Linked DNA regions of Mus musculus: region 1 is linked to region 2. Evidence: chromatin contacts called from public Hi-C data. All regions are on one chromosome and are shown on one strand. Each heading gives the region's core, a stretch centred on a gene start, on an enhancer-like site or on the middle of the called end of the contact. The rest is flanking DNA. Distances are from core to core; before and after follow the strand shown. Region 1 has its middle 27 kb from the start of Gm23981. Region 2 overlaps LOC108167319 (a long non-coding RNA gene).

Region 1 (2,740 bases), core at 158-2,657, 66 kb after region 2:
CGCTTTGCTTTAAGGAGCGTGAAGCTTATTGAACTTGCTCTCACACAGCCAGAGGAACGGTTCCTGACATGCTAGTTGTCATGGAAGAGTTGTGTACAAAGAAACCAAAAGTGACCAGCAGCCTGGAAATTAGGGACAGGGCCCATCTACAAGTTACTTTCTGTGTTAAAATGCAGGTGATTTTGAGTGTGCAGCTTTGACCAGCATCCCTAAGCTTGCCACGTCCGAGTCATCTTGGGAGGGTAGCACACTGTAGGTATTTTAGTTCAGCTGCTGGGAACCCTGTGGGTGCTAACTTTCGAGAGTAATTCATTTTTCTACATTTTTCTATGGCACCTATAAAAATGTTCTTTTTAGTTTTAAAAATGCATGTAACAAATCTCAGAGTAAGCACAGGCCACAAGGTAGAAAACTGGTTAGCAGGTTGCACTGAGTAAGGGGGTATACAGAGTGTGAGCACTGGGGTTTACTTTTAGGTCAAATATTTCTTTGATTAATTGGGAGACAATATAAAAATTTTATATCTGTTCTAGAAAGTTATAGTTTGGACATTTGTATCATGGCTATGAAACTAGGATTTTCAAACTCAGATTTTTTATTTTATTTTAAATGCCCATCAGCAGTGTGTAAGTTGAACTGACTTGTATTAATGAGAATGTCTATTGCTGTTGTTTGGGAAAAATTCAGTCCAAATGAGAACCTTGTGGGTTCTGTATTCTCATCTTTGAGAATTACCCAATGCAATACCATTATTAACTAAAGCAAACAAATAAACCCTTTTGCAAATTTTAGATTGGAAAAAGAAAAGAAAAGAAAAGAAAAACTTTGGTTAGTTATGTTTGCAAGAATTTTTCTCTGAAAGATGATGAAAGAAAATTTCCTCTAGTTATGTCTTCTGGTGTGTGTGTGTGTGTGTGTGTGTGTGTGTGTGTGTGTGTGTGTTTCTGCGTGTGCACATGCATTCATTTGTGGGAAGGGTGCACTGGGCAACCCTCCATGTTTCCACAACATGTCTGTTCTTTCTTCCTTTGTGTAAGCTGGAGAATATTGCCCAAGTTCCTCATGGAACTCTGCTGCAACTGATGCCAAGGAAAAGGTGTTGCTTGACGAGACAAACAATAATACAGCCCGAAGAAATCACTGGGTCTAGTTAGTGTTTGAAGTCCAGCTTGACACGGAGAGAAACGCAGAACACGTTCTGGGCTGAGTTGTATGCAGCATAGGAGACTTTGAGAGACAAACAAGCTTAGGAACTTGAAATCCTCGTGGAAGAGGAAAAGCCCCTCTTCCCTGTGCAGTATTCTCTTGAACTAGCAGCTCATGCCGGCAGCCGCTGTGGTTCATCTCCTTCCTCACAGCACCTGACACTGGGATGTCTTCACGTGGGTGTTGTTTGTCTGGGGAACTGTGTTGAACGAATTTGGGAAAGATCCTAGCCTAGGTCTTTAACAACGGTTTGCAAAGCTTCCAGGGTTCTTGGGAGAGGACAGGAAATGTTAATTTAAAAATAGTTCTCCAAGCCAAGGAAGAAGAGACAAGGGGGAAAAAAAAGCATTTCATTTCTTAATCTGTTTGGGTTACCTCTTAGGAGATGAATAAGGAGAGGATCTGGGGTTAGGACACAGGAAGCGATTTTAAGAGATGTCTGGATGCAGGCCCTCTCTCTCTTTCAGAACTCTTCTCAAATATTTTTAGAGAAAGTCCTTTCTTTAAAAAAACAAACAAACCTGTTTTAGAGGGAAGAGAACTGAGAACGTCTTTGAATAGTCCGAATGACACCATCAAAATCATTTTTAGACTATTTTTTAAAGCTCTGGTTGCAGCTAAGAAAACAGAAAATGACCTATAGATTCTGATATTGTGCATCTTGGGATGACATAACATTTTTTGCCCTTTAATTTTCTTCAGGTCCAAGATATATTGCCTTCTGCCTTGTTTGTGGGTGGGAGACAGATTCTCAAGCAGCACAGGATGGGCTGAGACTCACCTCTTAGCTAAGGGTGATGGTGAATGTCTCAGTCTCCTGCTTTGGCCTCCCAGTGTGAATGCTAGCATTACAGTTGTGCCACCACGACTGATTTCATAAGGCACTGGAGACAGAACCTGGGCCTTCTGCATCAGAGGCAAGCACTTTCTCTGCTACATTACACCCCCAACCCCCGATTTTTAAATTCTAAAACCTCCTAAAACCACTACCCATTTTTCTTCACATGTTTTTTTCCTGCTTCTGCAGCAGTCCTTATTACCACTGTTATATTTTAAAACTACTCTTGGGAATTTCTTTCCCTGACGAAATGATGGCCTGGCTTTCATTTTTCTTCAGAGGGGTTGGGAAAAATTTAAATATTGACTTCAGCTACCAAGGCTTTGTAAAAGAAGGGTCACCTCTCTGTCCATCTCCCAACCCCGCTTTGACTTAAAAAAGGAAACTTAATGATACAATGTTGCAAACAACATGAAAGAGTTGGTACAGATCCCGGCAAGCTGTTACAAACACTTTCTTATTGATACAATGGGACTGAAAGGCAACATTCTTCTCTTCACTGCTTTCTTGCTGTAGAGATGGATGGCTCCCAGTACCTTGCTCCTTTTCCAGTGAGCATTGAAATCTGTAACATATTTTGTGATCTTTGACTGAACACTACTTTCAAAGACACTTTCTATTACTATAGAAAATCTGGTTGTCTTTGATGAACATTCCATCTGGTTATGGAATAAATGGAACTTCTGGGAACAAGCA
Region 2 (2,949 bases), core at 299-2,798:
GCTGAGCTTTTGTCCTTTCAGAAACTGCAACTCTATGATCCAACAAAAGCAGCTTTTAAGTTTAAGTCATCTGACAGTTTATGTGAGGTGACAATAAGTTAATTTAATAGATGTTTATTTTCCTCATTTTAGAGATGTCATTAATTCTAGCTTATGTTCGAATTCAATATAATATTTGTGCAAAACACAAATGAATTGTATATACAGTTTGTGACAGTTAGTTTTAATTGTCAACTTGACATAACCCAGGATCACATGGGAAAGGAATCTCAGTGAGGGATGGTCTACATCAGATTGGCCTGTGGGCACATCTAAGTGGGATTGTCTTGATTGCCTGTGTTTATGTGAAAATCCAGGCCAGCATAAATAGCACTGCTCCCGAGACAAGAGGTCATGCATATGGAGCCAAGCACAGGCAAGCAAGCAAGCAAGCAAGCAAGCAAGCAAGCAAGCAAGCAAGCAAGCATTCATCTCTCTTCTTGACCATGGTTGCAATGTGATAGACTATAACCTGGAAGCATAAGCCAGGGAGATCCTTTTTCCCCTACTTTAATTTTTGTCAGGATATGCTTATCACAGCAACAGAAATTGAACTATATTAGCATTTATTCCTGTTAATCCTGTTGTCTACAAAAAAAAAAAAAAACCCAGTAAGAATAAGTTATCAAATACTGGATAGTGCATTTTCAGGAAATACAGGGTTGTGTTCCTTTTAGTCTCTGATCACTTGTTCGCCAACAGACTAATTCATAACCTTGATGTTTCTGTCTTTATGTTCAGCGGTACTACTTAGTATGTGTTGTTGATTCATTGGCATGGGACTCACGGTCAACAGCATTGTAGCTCATGCCTTGGTGAAGGCTGCCTGACACACATACCCTTCACTGGCACACCACAGCTTCCTTGTACTTAGAAATATGAAATGGTACTTCAGCACCAGCTCAGGGGTCATTTTACATGTCAGAATCCCCACACAAAAGTGCAAAAATAAAAAAAAAAACTGTGGTGTCGTTAGAGTGTGAAAGAACACTTGTTCATGGTGTGGAAACTGGATTGTGAAGTCAGAAGTTTGCTTGGTTCATCAAATTTGAGGATGTATGGATGGGTCATTTCCTGTCTCTATGGACACAGGGAGGATTGATTTGCAGGCTACAAATCCTTTTGACAGATGGGCAAACTCACAAATGTGGAATCCTTGAAACATAAAAAAAAATCCACCATTGGGGCTCGAGAGATGACTCAGTGGTTAAGAACACTGATTGCTCGTCCAGAGGTCCTGAGTTCAATTCCCAGCAACCACATGGTGGCTCACAACCATCTGTAATAGAATCTGGTGCCTTCTTCTGGTGTGTCTGAAGACAGCTACAGTGTGTTCATATACATTAAATAAATACATTTTTAAGAAAAGAATTCACCATCATCATCTCTGAGTTGGTTGAAGGAAGAGTGTTTTTGTTTTATAAATGAGAGGAATCTAGATCCTAGTGTGTGTAGCCAGTCACAGGGCTGCCAGCCAGTTAGTGGGTAGGTCAAGGTGACCTCCGCTGTTCTAGTTGCCAAGGCAGCTCCCACCAGCACACTCCATGACCCGCTGAGGTTAAGGGAGTGAAACCAGCCAAGTATTTTCTCTAAAGTGTGTAAAGTTCTGAGATGGGAACCGCAGCTGCTGGCCCCAGCTTGGCCTCAAACAGGACTTAAATCTGTTCGATGAGCTCTGCCTCCCCGTGAAGCACACACACTAGTTATAAAGCCCTCAGCATCCTGAGAGGCTGCAGACCAGCGTTACCTTTGTTGAGAAGACTTTCTGTTCTCCCAGGCTTTTTCCTGAATAGTTTATTTCTCCTCTGTGCCATTTCAATAAAATTTGAAAACATGCACACAGAATCCATAGAATAAACAAAACACACGGGTTTCCTTTCCTTTTGCTGTTATTTTGTGTGCATGTATGTGTGGGGAGCCGCCCTCACATTCGCCGTTACAAGATGGCGCCCGTGACGATAACTCGGCCAATGGGCTTCGGCCAATGGGCTGCAGCCAATCAGGGAGCGACACGTCCTAGGCGGAGGATAATTCTCCTTAAAAGGGACGGGGTTTTGCCATTCTCTCTCTTGCTCCTGAAGAAGTAAGCAATAAAGCTTTTGCTGCAGAAGATTCCGGTTTGTTGCGTCTTTCTTGCCAGTGGAACAAAAGCACGGGCAATATGTATGCATGAGTGTATTTGTGTGGTTATGTGAATATGTGTATATGGGTGCACATGCTTATGTGTATCTGTGTGGGCCAAAGGTCAACATTAGGAGTCTACCTCTGTTGTCCTCGTATTATGTTTTGAGACAGCGTGTCTCACTGACCCGGAGCTCATCCTTCTGGCTAGGCTGCCTGCCTCCCGGATCATTCTATCTACATCCCCACCATTTCTTGTTGTTTGTTTATTTGGTTTTTTGGAGACAAGATCTCTATGTAGCCCTGGATGTCCTGAAACTCGCTCTATAGAACAGAATGGCTTCAAACTCAGAGGATTTGCCTTGCCTCTGCCTCTGAGTGCTGGGATTAAAGGTGTGCACCACCACTGCCTGGCGAGCCCCCATATTTCTTGTCTTAATTAGGGTTTTACTGCTGTGAAGAGATACCAAGACAACTCTTATAAATGCAACTATTAAACTGGGGCTAGCTTACTGTTTCATTATCATACTGGAGGGAAGCATTTGTGCGAGGGGGCCTCCATCCAGCACATGTATGCTTTTTTTGATTGGTGACTCAGTCTCTGAGAGCTCCCAAGGGGTCAGCTTAGTTGAGTCTGTTGGTCTTCCTATGGAGTTCCCATCCCTTTCAGGGCCTTCAGTCCTTCCCCCAACTCTTCCATAAGAGTCCCCGACCTCAACCCAATGTTTGACTGTGGGTATCTGCATGTGTTTCAGTATGCTGTTGGGTAGAGCCTCTCAGAGGACAGTT

Evidence for each region. A called contact is a pair of places that touch in the nucleus more often than the background predicts.
Region 1: a contact with region 2 is called in a Hi-C map of uterus, with 2.8 times the contacts expected there. The contact joins two enhancer-like sites. A contact is called at or near these places in 3 of 484 Hi-C or Micro-C datasets (adipose-derived mesenchymal stem cells and uterus) and 1 of 9 other capture datasets (embryonic stem cells).

What each region holds. Positions count from the first base shown.
Region 1 is chr8:77,833,419-77,836,158 of GRCm38.p6, forward strand. No RefSeq gene overlaps it. Among named protein-coding and RNA genes, the nearest start is that of Gm23981, 27 kb to the left of the region's middle. Within about 2 kb of position 1,408, at least 10 of the 459 cell types and tissues checked have an H3K27ac peak or open chromatin away from gene starts, as enhancers often do. A contact at or near this core is called in uterus, where this site is marked.
Region 2 is chr8:77,767,568-77,770,516 of GRCm38.p6, forward strand. LOC108167319 (a long non-coding RNA gene) reads left to right here. Exons shown (of 4, transcript XR_003947564.1): 4 at 1-191. Among named protein-coding and RNA genes, the nearest start is that of Gm29845, 4.3 kb to the left of the region's middle. Within about 2 kb of position 1,549, at least 3 of the 459 cell types and tissues checked have an H3K27ac peak or open chromatin away from gene starts, as enhancers often do. A contact at or near this core is called in uterus, where this site is marked.